Regions from separate parts of the Mus musculus genome. Here regions 2, 3 and 4 are each linked to region 1. A link is a contact called in public promoter capture Hi-C data. All regions are on one chromosome and are shown on one strand. The core of a region is the stretch at or near the end of the contact, and the rest is flanking DNA. Distances in the headings are between cores, read along the strand shown.

What was found. Promoter capture Hi-C pulls out the DNA fragments that hold promoters and counts their contacts.
Region 2: a contact with region 1 is called in a promoter capture Hi-C map of pre-B cells, with 2.3 times the contacts expected there. The contact joins the promoter of Cadm4 here to the promoter of Coq8b in region 1. A contact is called at or near these places in 2 of 39 promoter capture datasets (cranial neural crest and pre-B cells) and 1 of 115 datasets of contacts at active chromatin or transcription factors (astrocytes).
Region 3: a contact with region 1 is called in a promoter capture Hi-C map of pre-B cells, with 6 times the contacts expected there. The contact joins the promoter of Irgq here to the promoter of Coq8b in region 1. A contact is called at or near these places in 3 of 39 promoter capture datasets (cranial neural crest, hippocampal neurons and pre-B cells) and 3 of 115 datasets of contacts at active chromatin or transcription factors (astrocytes, double positive thymocytes and stem cell-derived neural progenitor cells).
Region 4: a contact with region 1 is called in a promoter capture Hi-C map of pre-B cells, with 4 times the contacts expected there. The contact joins the promoter of Zfp526 here to the promoter of Coq8b in region 1. A contact is called at or near these places in 4 of 39 promoter capture datasets (cranial neural crest, liver, pre-B cells and 1 more).

Annotation. Positions count from the first base shown.
Region 1 is chr7:27,231,427-27,234,593 of GRCm38.p6, forward strand. It overlaps Coq8b (coenzyme Q8B), which reads left to right and starts at 1,587. Exons shown (of 15, transcript NM_133770.2): 1 at 1,587-1,747; 2 at 2,039-2,146; 3 at 2,276-2,395; 4 at 2,515-2,581. The coding sequence starts at 2,042.
Region 2 is chr7:24,480,598-24,483,764 of GRCm38.p6, forward strand. Cadm4 (cell adhesion molecule 4) reads left to right here and starts at 1,426. Exons shown (of 9, transcript NM_153112.3): 1 at 1,426-1,565. The coding sequence starts at 1,502.
Region 3 is chr7:24,529,164-24,532,330 of GRCm38.p6, forward strand. Irgq (immunity-related GTPase family, Q) reads left to right here and starts at 1,485. Exons shown (of 3, transcript NM_153134.3): 1 at 1,485-1,741; 2 at 2,221-2,752. The coding sequence starts at 2,223.
Region 4 is chr7:25,219,947-25,223,113 of GRCm38.p6, forward strand. It overlaps Zfp526 (zinc finger protein 526), which reads left to right and starts at 1,479. Exons shown (of 3, transcript NM_175436.5): 1 at 1,479-1,558. It also overlaps a transcript of Dedd2 not described here.

The sequences.
Region 1 (3,167 bases), core at 337-2,836:
CCGCCTCTTTCTTCCAAATGCAGGGATTATAGACATGCACCACCATGGCTGCCTTCATGATCCCAGTGTACCAGGGAGAGCTTTGAGTTCAAGTTCTACCCTTTCCTTGCCCTTGTTTATGTCATCTGCAATGAACTCAGATACATGGAGTTTGTGGTGCGAGGCCACTGTGAGCAGTGGCCCTGTGGGATTATCCACTGAGGTGATTTTTCAGCCTGTCCCTTATGGCAAGCAGCCTGCAGCTCCTGAGTCAGACCCTCACCTTTGGAAGAGGACTGGAGGTGCTTTCAATCTTGAAATTGAGTCACCCATTGGAGGGACATTGGGCACAGGCCCAAGGTTTCAGGATGAGTCATCTCTTCATAGGCTAATAAGAAGTCAGATACGGGAACCCACCTCAGACATCATACAAGTTAGAGAACATGAGGTCCAGAGAAGGAGGAGGGCTCTTCTGAGGTCACACAGTAAAGGGACAGACTTTCCCAACAAAGGGGGTGGGGCTAGACAGCGACAGTAGGGTGCCGTGAGGAACACATCTCTTCAATTGTGGGAAAGATGTCCCAGCCACCAGCTGTTTCTATTCCAGACAGCAAGAGGAGTGAGTCAATTTTCTCTCATGCCAAGGCTCCTGACTCAGCGCTGGGAATCTTGACTGAGTGTGTTCTGGGAAATGTCAGGCCTTAAGGAAGCAGGGTTCCCACTGAGGGCCATCTCCTAAGTAGGCAGAGTGGAGAGTAGACTGCAGGAGGGAACACCGGCACAGTATGCCGCCAAGGGGAGTCATGGTGAAGGCAGAGAAGAGTTCCTAAGCAAGGCAGTGGATTTATATGTGCCAGGAAGGAGGCTGGGTGCCAGGACGTGGGTGTTGGTACAAAGTGGAGAGGCTCCATGTGCAAGGGAAATGTTTGCTTGGAAGAATATGTGTTTAAAGATTTCTGGGGTTGGGGCTGGCGAGATGGCTCAGCGGGTAAGAGCACTGACTGCTCTTCCAGAGGTCCTGAGTTCAATTCCCAGCATCCACATGGTGGCTCGCAACCATCTGTAATGGGATCTGATGCCCTTTTCTGGGGTGTCTGAAGACAGCTACACTGTACTTACATATAATAAATAAATAAATCTTAAAAAAAAAAAGATTTCTAGGGTTGTGGCTCAGTGGTCAAGAATCGTCCCTGGAATGCACAAGGCCCTGGATTCGTGCATCCGTGGTGGCAGGGGTTGGGGGAGGATGTCCAAATACATAGGATAGATTTTGAGCTTGGCAGGCGGAAATGTAAGTGGATATAATGGTTCAGACCTGCAATTTCAGCAGGTGGGAAGTGGACGCAAGAAGAGAGAGACAGAGAGAGAGACAGAGAGACAGAGACAAAGAGGGACAGAGAGGGACAAAGGAGGGTAGAAGAATTCTGTCAAGAAGGACCATTGGTCAGTACAATGAGCTCACGTGCGCACCGACTAACACAGAAGACCCACAGAGCCTTAGCCTAGGTTCCACCCCTTGCCACGCCTCCTCAGCGGGGTGAGTTTTTGCAAACGTCGGCGAGCTGCTGTGCTACCATTGGCTAGCTGATCAAAGGGGGCGGGTGTGCGGACGTTCCCGGAAGCTTAAGAGGCCCAGCGGGTGCTAGACCTGGAGCCTAAACCTGGTGGACTGGGTGCTTAGCAACGGGGGAGGTGCCCCGTAACGGGGTCGTAACGGGGTGTCTAGGCAGGGGGCAGCACAGGAATTGTGAATGCTTAACAGCCCAGGGTAAGGCGATGCCTAGCAACGAAAGGGGCGCTGAGAAGTAGAGAGTTGTCCTGGCGGCTCTGTGGACGTCTAGCAACGGGAGAGAACCTTAGCAACAGCGAGGAGTTTTGTGGGGATTGGGGAGGCGCTTATGGAAAACTTGAGTTCTTAGCAACGTGGGCGGGCTGGGGGGGGGGGGGTAACTAGAAGAAACCTGGAAATAAAAGGGGAAAAGATATGGGGGTTAGGGGGGCTTTTCCAACAAGAGCGCAAAGCAGGAGGCCCAGTACTGTAATCCTTATTATTTCTTAGGCAATGTGGCTGGAGCTAGGTGCCATGCTGCGCAGGACCTGTGGACCGCTGGGCAGGGCTGTTCGTCTGCCCTGTGGGGGGGCCCTAGGACCTAGGCCCCACTGGTGGGTAAGAGGCTGAGGAGGGGGCCTCCAAGGAAAAGAGGTTGAGGGAAGGGGGGTGGGGAGTAGGTAAAATGATGTAGATGGGTCTAAAAAGGATTAGACCTTCATTCTTTTAAAATCCACTTCTCTGCAGGGGCCATGTAGGAGTTGCTTGGCCCAAAGTGTTCATCAAGACCAGCCTGGAAGAGGCCTCAGTGAAGATGACATTCGCAGGGCACGGGAGGCCCGGCTCAGGAAGGCACCCCGGCCCCAGGTATCATTGCTTCCTCTTCCCCCTCCCCCATGATAGTCTGAGGAAAGTGGCAGCAAGTCTGCAGGGCTTTTCTGCCATCTTGTCCACCTTCCCTACCTCACACCTCTCCTCTTTCTCAGCTGAGTGATCGCTCTCGTGAACGCAAGGTGCCTGCCTCCCGCATCAGTCGCTTGGCCAGCTTTGGGGGTAGGTGTGACCTCGATCAGAGAGAACATTTACAGGTGAAGCAAGGGAAAGGGTGAATCAAAGACAGGGTTAGGAGGGAGAGAGAGACAAGGAAAAACAGAACGTAGACCTTACTGTTTATTGAGAACCTGATGTGAGCAAGGTCTTGTAGGCTAGGCCTGTGTTTATTTCTTCTATTGATGGAGGAGTGGGGGCTGAGAGGTGAGGTGGCAGGACTTTAGGTTCCGCAGCAAGATTGTTCAGACATGTATGAAACAAAAAGTAATGTGTTGCAACCAACCCTCCAAAAAGGAAAGGAGGTGGCCAGGACACCCACCTGGAATTTCAGCAGTTGGGATGTAGGTAGGAGGGAACAGGATGATCAAGGGTTCAAGGTCATTCCTGGCAACATAGAGAGTTTGAGGCCGCCTGTACTACATGAGACCCTGTTTAAAGGAGAGAAAGGTAAAGAAGGGAGAGAGAAAGAGGGAAAGGGCCATTGTAATCCCTGTTCTTGAGAAGCTAACACCGAGAGATTGAAAAGCCAAGCCTGGGAGTGCATGGCTGGAGGCTCAGCTGCCTGCTCGGTTACTACTGTAGGACTGCT
Region 2 (3,167 bases), core at 176-2,675, 2.8 Mb before region 1:
GCTGTGGGTGGATATGGAGCTACGGTAGAGAACAGAGAGGCTGCTGGGAGCCTTGGTCCTTGAAACAAGATGCTAGGAGTTTTGGTCCTGACATAAGAGTTGATGAATTTGGGACTAAAGACAGAGAGGATGCTGGGAGCTAGGCACTGGACAGGAAGTGTGTCATGTGATGATGACCCTTGGTTGACCTGGATATACAACAGTTTAGAAGTGATGGAGAGAAAATAAAAAGCCGAGCTTTTCAGAATGGGCATATGTTGACCCAGTTTACCTGCTGTCCCTGAGTCCTGTGAGAGGCAGAGGCCACCAGCACCTCACTTTCTTCCTCTTCTTGGTCCTATGAGTCATAAGCCTGCTCCAGGCCTTCAGGTGGCCACAGGGGTGGGTTCAGGGGAACCCACACCCAAGAAGAAAAAAGAGAGCAAAGTTTGGAGGGATGAGTCAGCCCCCCAGGATGAGGAACAGAACCTGAAAGGCAGAGTCACACAGACAGACTTGACTGGACAGTGTGGGAAAGAGTACAGCGTCTGGATGCCATACCTGGAAGATTGCCCCAGGCAGGGGCTTCGCTCTCCCCAGGGCCTAGGGTTAAGACTTCCTTCCAGTCTGGTTAGCTTTCTGGAGGCCCCTCCCAGGGAAAGAAGACTGAAACTTGGCGAGTCATGGTCAGGACTAGAGGGAGGGAGCGGACACTATTCTATGCCCTGCCCAAAGAAGTCCATACCTGCTCAGCCACCCGCTGCTGCCCAGCCTCTCAGTCTTTCCCTGCCCACATTCACTGTGGCATCATCACACTCCTCTCCCCCAAAGCTCACACTCACAGCACACGCCAGCACCCCGCACCTTCGCGCGCTTCCGAGCATCGCCCTCTCGCGCATCTCCCAAGCATCTCCCACGCACCCCCTATGGGTTTCCCAAGCAGCTTCTGCACAACCCCCGTGCATCTTCCCCGCATCTCCCGTGTGTCTTCTATACATTCCCCCGTGCATCTCCCGCGCCTCTCCCACGCATCTCTCGTGCATCTTCCGCGCACACTCCGGTGCATCTCCTGCGCATCTTCCCCGTGTCTCCCGTGCAGCGTCCTCTAGGGAGCTCCGCTAGTCCAGGCTACGCCTGCGCGCACACGCACGCACACCTTTGCACCTTCACACGACCCTCACGACCTTCCGCTCTCCCAAGTCCTCCCCCACTGGCTCCCACGACGCCGTCACGCTCACGCCCTGCCCTCGCGCCCGGGTCCGCATGCTGTCCTGCTCTCCCACCCCCGTGCGCGCCCTTCCGCGCTCCCGTCCTCCCTCTCCCCGCATTGTCTGGGCCCCTCTGTCCCCGTCCGGTCCCCGCCCCTTAGCTGACGCCACGCCCACCAAGGCGCGCAGTGGGCGGAGCAGAGGGCGGGACTGGACTCGGGGGCGGGGTCGACGGCGCGGGAGGTGCAGGTGCCGGGCCGGGAGCGAGCGGCGGCGGCGGTGGCGGCGGCGGTGGCGGCGGCGGCGGCGGCACCATGGGCCGGGCCCGGCGCTTCCAGTGGCCGCTGCTGCTGCTGTGGGCGGCCGCGGCGGGGCCAGGTAGGGTGACGGAGGTGGGGGCCGGGTCGGTGGGCTGGATCGGGGTGACGAGGGAGGTGTGCGTATTGCGGTCGGGTTGGGGAGGGGGTCTCGTCGCTGTGACAGCTGGGTCGCCTGGGGGCCTGCAGAGGCCGGAACAATGCGCTGCGTGGGGGGGGGGGGCTGCGGGAGACCCTCGTCCCCGGGACAAAGCGCAGCGCGGGCCAGGAGCCCAGAGCCGCGGGCAGGGGAGGGGGGACGCGGGCCCCGGCCGCCGTGCCGCAGCCCCCCCACCCCGCACAGGCCCCGATCCCGCGGGGACAAAGGGCCCGAGACCCTCCCTCCCCCTATGTCCCCAAGCCCTCCTTCTCCAGGCCGGTCCCACTGTCCTTCGGTCCTAGTCTTTAGATCTCTCTCTCTCTCTCTCTCTCTCTCTCTCTCTCTCATTTTCCCCCAGCCCTTGTCCTCTGTCCCTCAGTCTTCAAGTCCTGTCCTTCCTTCCCTCTGTCCTCCTTTCTCCTTGTTTCCCCCTTCCCGTTTCTCCACGCCGCCTTTGTCCCCCACCTCTGTCCCTTTTTCCTGGGTCACTCTGCCTGCCCCCCATCCTCTATTCACTCTGCCGCCTCCTGTGCTGCTGTCGTCCCTCTATGTCCCCATTCACCATCTCTCTCCCCGTCTCCTTGACATCCTGTATCTCTTCCCTTCTCTGTCCCCTATCATTCTCCCATTTCTCTAGCAGCCTCTGTTGCCTAGCTGCCTCCTTTCTCCTCTCTACCCCACTGTCTCCCTCTCCCCCAAATCTGCTTCCTCTCTCCATGCATCCTCCATCCTCCTTTTCCCATCTCTGTATCCCTCCTCGCTCCTGGAGAAGAGTGGTGTCAGGCAGGGCAGTGACAGTATAGATGTGTGAAGTGGCATATAGGGAACATTGGCATGTGAGCACACACGTGGATTCCACAAATGTCTCCCCCAAACCCTCCCACCCGTTCACACATCCAAGCCACACTTCACAGAAGAGCCCCCTCCAGGACATCCACATGTCTTTCTCACTCACTATGGGAATCTGGAGGACCCCCCAGCCCCCACCCAAGACACGGTGACCCTGAGGCTGGGGACAAGGTCAGGAAATGTCACCTGAATGCTCACACTTAGAACCCTGTGTTTCTTATATCCACCATGGGACACTCCCCTGCGGTGGGTCAAGTTACTTTGCCCAGGAATCCATCATGGGGAGGCTGCTGGTGAGCAAAGGCAGGGCTGAGGTCTCCTATAGGGAGTTGAGAATTGGGACCAGGTGGCCCAGCCCTCTTTCCTGGCTCCAGTTCTATCCAGTGAGAGTGTTGAACCGGATCCATGTCTGACAATGTGAGGGAGCTTCTAAGTTGAGTGCTGCCACACCTGCCACCCCAAGCAAGGGTTGCCGCTGAGGACAAGGCTGGGGGCAAAGCCGACCTTAGAAGTTCTGCCTTTCTTCTGCAGACTTCTGTAGTTGCTTCCTAACTTTCATCAGACCCTCCTTTGCGACGAGCATGCCCCAATTTCCCAGGTGTGAGCTTGGGACTCTGGGTACATTTCCATCTGTTTTTTTCTTTCTTTCTTCTTATGCATTAAAACCAGGCTCTT
Region 3 (3,167 bases), core at 235-2,734, 2.7 Mb before region 1:
TGTTATAAAGTAGATGTTATCATTTAAATTAAATTTCATTCAAGTCAAGTTTTCCCCTTTCGACAGCTAATTCCATAACTACCCCATGGAAGTGAGCTGTGATGCCCGTTTTGGTTTGTTTATTAAGACAAGATTTGTCTGTGTAGCCCTGGATGTCCTGGAACTTTCTCTATAGAGCAGGCTGGCTTCAAACTCAGTGAACGGCCTGCCTCTACCTCCTAAATTCGGGGATTAAAGGTGTGCTACCACCATAGCCCGTGTTGCACACGTTTGCTACGGGAAACTGAAGCATAGTCATATTGAAAGTCTAGGGGGAAAGTGGGACAAGAACCCTGGGGACTCATTCCAGGTAATGATATTGCCAGTCACACCCCACAACCCAATCTTCGCCTGGCAGCCCTTTATTCCTCTAAATGTCGTCCTGCTTCTGTTTGTGTGCCCAAATCAAGGGAAATAATTTTGATCATGAGAGGAGGTCATTCCTGGCAGGTAGTCACTGCGGCCACCTGTAGCAGGGCGGGGCGTCGAGATATGGAGGTCCCTTTAGTGTCTGTCACTCCTGCACCCAACCCCTCTTTCTGGCAGTACTCAAAGAGGTCGTCTCCTGGGCTGTCTGGACTCCATTCCTTGGGAGACGCTTGCCCTCTACAGTGTCTTCAGGGCGATGTTCTGATATGAAAGAGAGAGGGGGGGGGCGTGGCTGCCACCAACCTTAGTGGGCCTCGCTCTATTTTTTGACACTCACTGAACTCTAATGACACTCTCACTAGAAAAGCTTCAGCAGTCTCACATGGGAGACTCCTCGGGTTTGTGACACCTCGGTCTTCAAGCCCCTGTGTCCTCATCTTCACGAAACCGAATTCCCTCGAAGGTGGAACTCTTGGTCTTTCTTACCAGCCCCATCCTAGTTTCTCACGTGTCAACCATAACCCCCGCACAAGCAGTGGTGCTCACACTTGAGCCCGCCTTCTCCCAGGAGACATCCTTCTCTGACATTGATTACTGTTTCACCGTAGTCACCGCCGCCCGCGTTCACTAGTTCATTTCTGGATCACGCTGCTCCCATGCACTGCCTTCTGCTCTTAGTTCTTGATGGTCACGGACGCCTCTTGCTTTCCTCCCCGAAGACTGTCCCTTAGCTGCGCCTGACAGTTGGTCGCCACAGCTCTGCCACCGGACGAGAGCGGGATAGTTTTTCCTAGTCTCCAGACTCCAGTGATCTGTTGCACCACCATTGTCCCCGAGTCAGGTTCAAGGTTGCAGTCCGGCACTAATATAGTCACGGCAGGCAAGTCTTCGCAAGGGCAAGTGGAGAGGTCCTTTTCTGTACAGGGGTGCGTGATGATGACGTTGGTTGTGTGCTCCGTACAACGCTAAGCTTACTGCGTGGGCTCATCGCTTCCTGTCCCCCTTTGCCGTACAAACCCTGCACGTACTGCGCAGGCGTATTGGTTGCTGGTCTTGGTGGGGCACCGCCCCAAAACTTTCTGCGCACGCGCATGGGTTTTATTGTGCCTTTGCCCAAACAGCCTTAGCTAGAAAGAAGGAGCTGCCAAAAATTCTTCCTCTCCGCAGTGGCACTCCAAGACACACCGGTCTTGGAAGGAATGACGTCAGTATAGAGCCACCTGAAGGAGTCCGGATGTTTCTAAATCCGGACACTCCTGCCCCTTCAGCCTCCGTCAGCTCGTCTTAAGGGGCTGGGCCTCTGTGCTCTCCAGGCGTGTCACCTCTCTGATCGGTTGGTGATTTGGAATGGGGAGGGGAAAGACCATTCTCGAGTTTGGCAGTCAGGTTTTTGAGGGTTTTTGTTTTCCTTCTTCTGTTTCTTCTTTTTTAAATAGAGAAATGCATTCGTGTGGAGAATGGGCATATACCTGGCTCTCCCAGGAATAGGCCCTGGGGGTTGAGTTTCTAGGTCCTGCAGCGTGACACTGGAGAATGGAAGTAGAGGACAGGCTGGAGGACTGAAGCCTGGATCTACAGTGAATCAGTTAGGAGAGGGTGTTGATTGGTGTGGGGGAGTGCGACGCCTTTAATCTCAGCACTCTGGGAGACAGAGGGGAGAGGATCGATCTCTTGAATGTCAGGCCAGCCTGGTCTACGTAATGAGTTCAGGCCAGCCAGGGCTACACAGCGAGACGCTGTCTTAGAAAAGAAGCAAACAAAAAGTCTTACGTGCTCCCTGACCAATTTCTTTCCCCGCCTCTTGCTTTCCAGCAATGCCTCTGCCTCAGGGTGACGTGACTGCCTTATTCCTGGGGCCTCCCGGCTCGGGAAAGTCCGCCCTGATCGCCGCGTTATGCGGTAAGAATGTGGACACGGTAGAGATTCCCGATGGACGGCAGGACTCTGGAGTCCCCAGCCTGAGAGCTGCGGCTCCGGGCCTCTTCCTGGGTGAGCTGAGTTGCCCACCCGCAGCTCCCGGGCCCTGGGCGGCGGAGGCCAACTTGCTGGTATTGGTGCTACCAGGATCTGAGGGGAGCGAGGAGCCCTTGACCCCAGCTCTGGGAGAGGCAGCGCGAGCCGCCCTGGCTAGAGGAACCCCGCTGCTGGCTGTCCGGAATCTGCGCCCTGGAGATTCCCAGAATGCAGCTAAAGCCCGGGATGAGACTGCAGCCTTGTTGAACAGTGCTGGGTTAGGAGCTGCGCCTCTCTTTGTGCCGCCGGCGGATTGCAGCAGCAGTGACCGCTGCGAGGAGCTAGAGCGCCTGCAGGTGGTGCTGCGGACCCAGGCGGAGGCGCTGCAGAGGTGAGGGGACAGTTCGGGCTGGATGGGGTGGCCTTAGATCCAACTCAGCTACGGAGGTCTTTAAAGTTCTCGAGCCCTGTTCCTAGAGTGTTAGACGCAAGCTTTTCTTGGCTGCCCATTCGTCCATACCCTACTTATTTGCGTAGGACAGCACCCACCACACCCATGAGCACAGAGTTTGAGATCATGGAGACTCTGCCATAAGCAGGGATCACTTTTCTGTCGTTTAAAGCCTGCACCGTCAAGGGTCAACTGGAAAGCCCACCACAAAGGTCCTGTTTCGTGCAAGCTCTCTGGCATCACAAGCCCAGATATATATATATATATGCAAATACTTGTGTCAGACAAGATGCTGGACTCCCATCTCTCGTAACATTTGAGATCCCTCTCCAGCACTCCCATCCTCCTCATTGGC
Region 4 (3,167 bases), core at 229-2,728, 2.0 Mb before region 1:
TCAGACCTCAAGCTCCACCCCTTCCAGGACTCCAGATCCGCCCCTAACCCAAGCGTCCGGACTCTCCCTTGCTGCGCTTGCGCAAGAGCAAAACCTCGCTGTGTCTTGCTCTTGATGGTGGTTTCAGGCTCGGTGTGTGTCCCCTGAATCCTATGACACGACCTGGTGGAATTACTCATCCCACAGACTACCTCTTCCTCCTGATCACGTCCTAGACACCCACATGACCAGTGCCAACAGCTGTCAGCGCAAAGTAAACCAGTCACGAGGGTCCCGACTCCCTGGAGCGCTCAAGGCTCATAATCAGGACTTGTAATACAGTATGCCCCATTCTGGTGGCAACCAGAAACCTACAACTCAACTCTGCTGTCTCAGATCCTACATGGAAATTCTTGCTCATACAGCTCCCCAGCCCCAATTTATAAATTCTCCAGTCGCAAGCAGCAGAATGATACCTCTTCCCAAATCTCAATAGACCTTGCCACCCCCTGTGTGCAGCACATTCCGAAGACGTCCATCAGCACCTCCTATCATAGACACCACACCCACGGTTAGAACAGCCTTTGTACAATCGCTTCTGAGCCCTCTTGAGTCTTGGAGCCACCCAGATGCCCCTCCTAACCTGCACCTATGAGAGCAATCCTGTCACAGAAGTGGAGGCTAGGGTGTCTTCATGTCCCCTACACGAGGCCTTGAGCGTGACGGTCGCTCCTCCTCCCCCACTTAGGTGACTCAAGGTCAGGGCCAGCACGTGCCTAAGACAGGTCTCTTCTAGGACTGGTTTCCACCCCCGGAATTGTCTCCCTAAGGGGCGGGAGGCTCTGGCTCAATGCTGGCTGTTTGTTTCCCTTTTCTGGGCCTTAGCTTTTCCACCTGTGAAACGGATGGCAGTGGAGTCCACGGTATGGGCTCTCTGTGTGAATATCATTGAATCAGACAAAGAATGGGAGGAAGGGGAAAGCTATTTATAAACGGTAAAGCTTCTATGATGGGTGGGCTATAGTGAGTACTACGGTGTATCAGGCCCCGAGCCGAACATTTTTATGTGTATGACAAAATTCAATGCCTTCAACAACCTTTCAGGAGATGCGATTCCAGTCCACTTTGCACGTAAGCAAAAACTGAGGCGGCGCAGGAAAAGTACAAGTGTGTCTGGCTTTTTAGTTACGCTGTCAGAAACGCTCAGTCTCTTCTGCTACGAGATAACACCTGTCAAAGTCTCGCACCGCCACGTTCATTTGTGCGACCTCGCTCTATAAGGATGCACACTTTTCTCCGCTGAATTTTCAAACAGCAGGAAAGGAGCGGCCCCGGAGAACTGCGCAGGCGCCTCTCCTGGTCCCGGACACCGCCTCCAGGGCACTGGTGTCTGCGTGGAGAAACTCGCGGAGCCCCGCCTGACTCCCAACACGCAGGCGCGAGGGCGCGTGCCCTGCGCTACCAGCTCTGATTGGCTGCCTCTCCTGAGAGCACCGCCCAATGGGAGGCGTGGATAGTGAAGGGTCCTACACTACTGGAGTGGAGGGTCTGTGTCAAGAGCGGCAGGGGCTGCTTGGAGGTAAGAGAGATGGGTGAGGGCGCCGCAGGGCGGGCGGGGAAGAGAGCGCTGGGTGTAAGGAGAGAGTGGAGGAAGAGGGAAGGGTACGCTCAGGGTCGGAGAGCCTTGGGGCCTGCGCTTGGGGCTGGAGCAGCGCGGGATGATCGACAGCTCCTTCCTGTGTGCCCTAGAGGCGTCGTTGGATCCCCTGCTTGTGCTGGCCTCAGCTTGAGCTCGCTTGCACACCCCACCCCTGCAGGGGGCTCTCACGCTGCAGAGAAGAGGAATCTGGTAGGAGGGAAAAAAGCAGTGTAGCGGGAAAGTTGAACTTTCAGGCCCCTGGTGTAGGTGCTTAGATCTCCTTTCCGTATACAGAGGTATTAGCTGAATTCCACCTACCCCCTGACACGGTGTAGGACTGGGAGGGAAAAGAATGCAGGCGGAAAAGTGTCCATTTCGGGATACCTGTGCTACTTTCTAGAAGGACAGTGTTATTAGGATTGTGTGCAAGTTAAGTGAGTTTTGGAAGGATTGAGTTGGATGAAATTCAGAGAGCACATAGGATTGGGTCCTGTGCACCATGTTTTTCTGTGTATGAGCTCATCCATACTTTGTAAAGTTTGGGCATCCGCTCCTTACCTGCTACAAGCCATGTAGCATGCTCTGATCCAAGCCAGGGGAGTTCTGTCTTGGCAGTGAGGCTGTAACTAAGGCAGAATGCTAACCTCCCCCACCCCCAGCCCATTTGATTGTTTCTAAGAAAATCCTTTATGGACTGGTTCGGACTTAATGAGGAGCCAGGCAGGTGTAGTGGCACCCGCTTTCAATGTCAGCACTGGGGAGGGAGAAGCTGGTAGATTTCTGTGAGTTTGAGGCCAGTCTGCCCTACATAGTGAGTTCCAGATAGGCCAGGGTTACAAGATGAGATGCTTCAAAACAGAGCGCACTTAATGGGGTATTTGGAATTGGTAGATAAGGAAAGTTTGGTTCCTGAGCATTTAGCAAGTCATTTATCTGCAAATGGTTTATTGGTCATCAACTAATAACAGGGCCTTGTACTGGGCTATGTATCATGGAAATGCATAAAATGGGTAGACATGTAGTGTGCACAGAGATGGTTAAGGTCCCAGGACATCGTCTATAGGGAGCCTTAACTCGTCACTGAATGAGTCTGTGTATTTACTGTGTGCTGGGCACCTTTCTTGGCACTGGAAACACCTCGGTGGTGAAGAGGCTAAGATCCCTGCCCTCTGGGAGCAGTACATGAGCAGCCTGTATGCCAGGGCTACCAGCTAAAGTCTCCATGCTCCTGGCATGAGCACAAGTAAAGAGGTAAGGAAAGTGGCCGATGGCACTTGGGAGGCAGAAGAAACAAGGCTGAGAACCAGACGTCCCCGTGTACATACTGAGTGAGGTCAAGGCCAGCCTTTGTACATAGACTGTCTCTACAAAACAGAACCAGCAAGGCAGTGGCGGCGCACAACTCTAACCCCAGCACTTGGGAGGCAGAGGCTGGTGAATCTCTGTGAGTTCAAGGCCAGCCCAGTCTACAGATCTGAGTTCCAGGACAGTCCAGGGCCACACAGAGAAAATCTGTCTCAAACAACAGCAACAACAAAAACGGGCCATC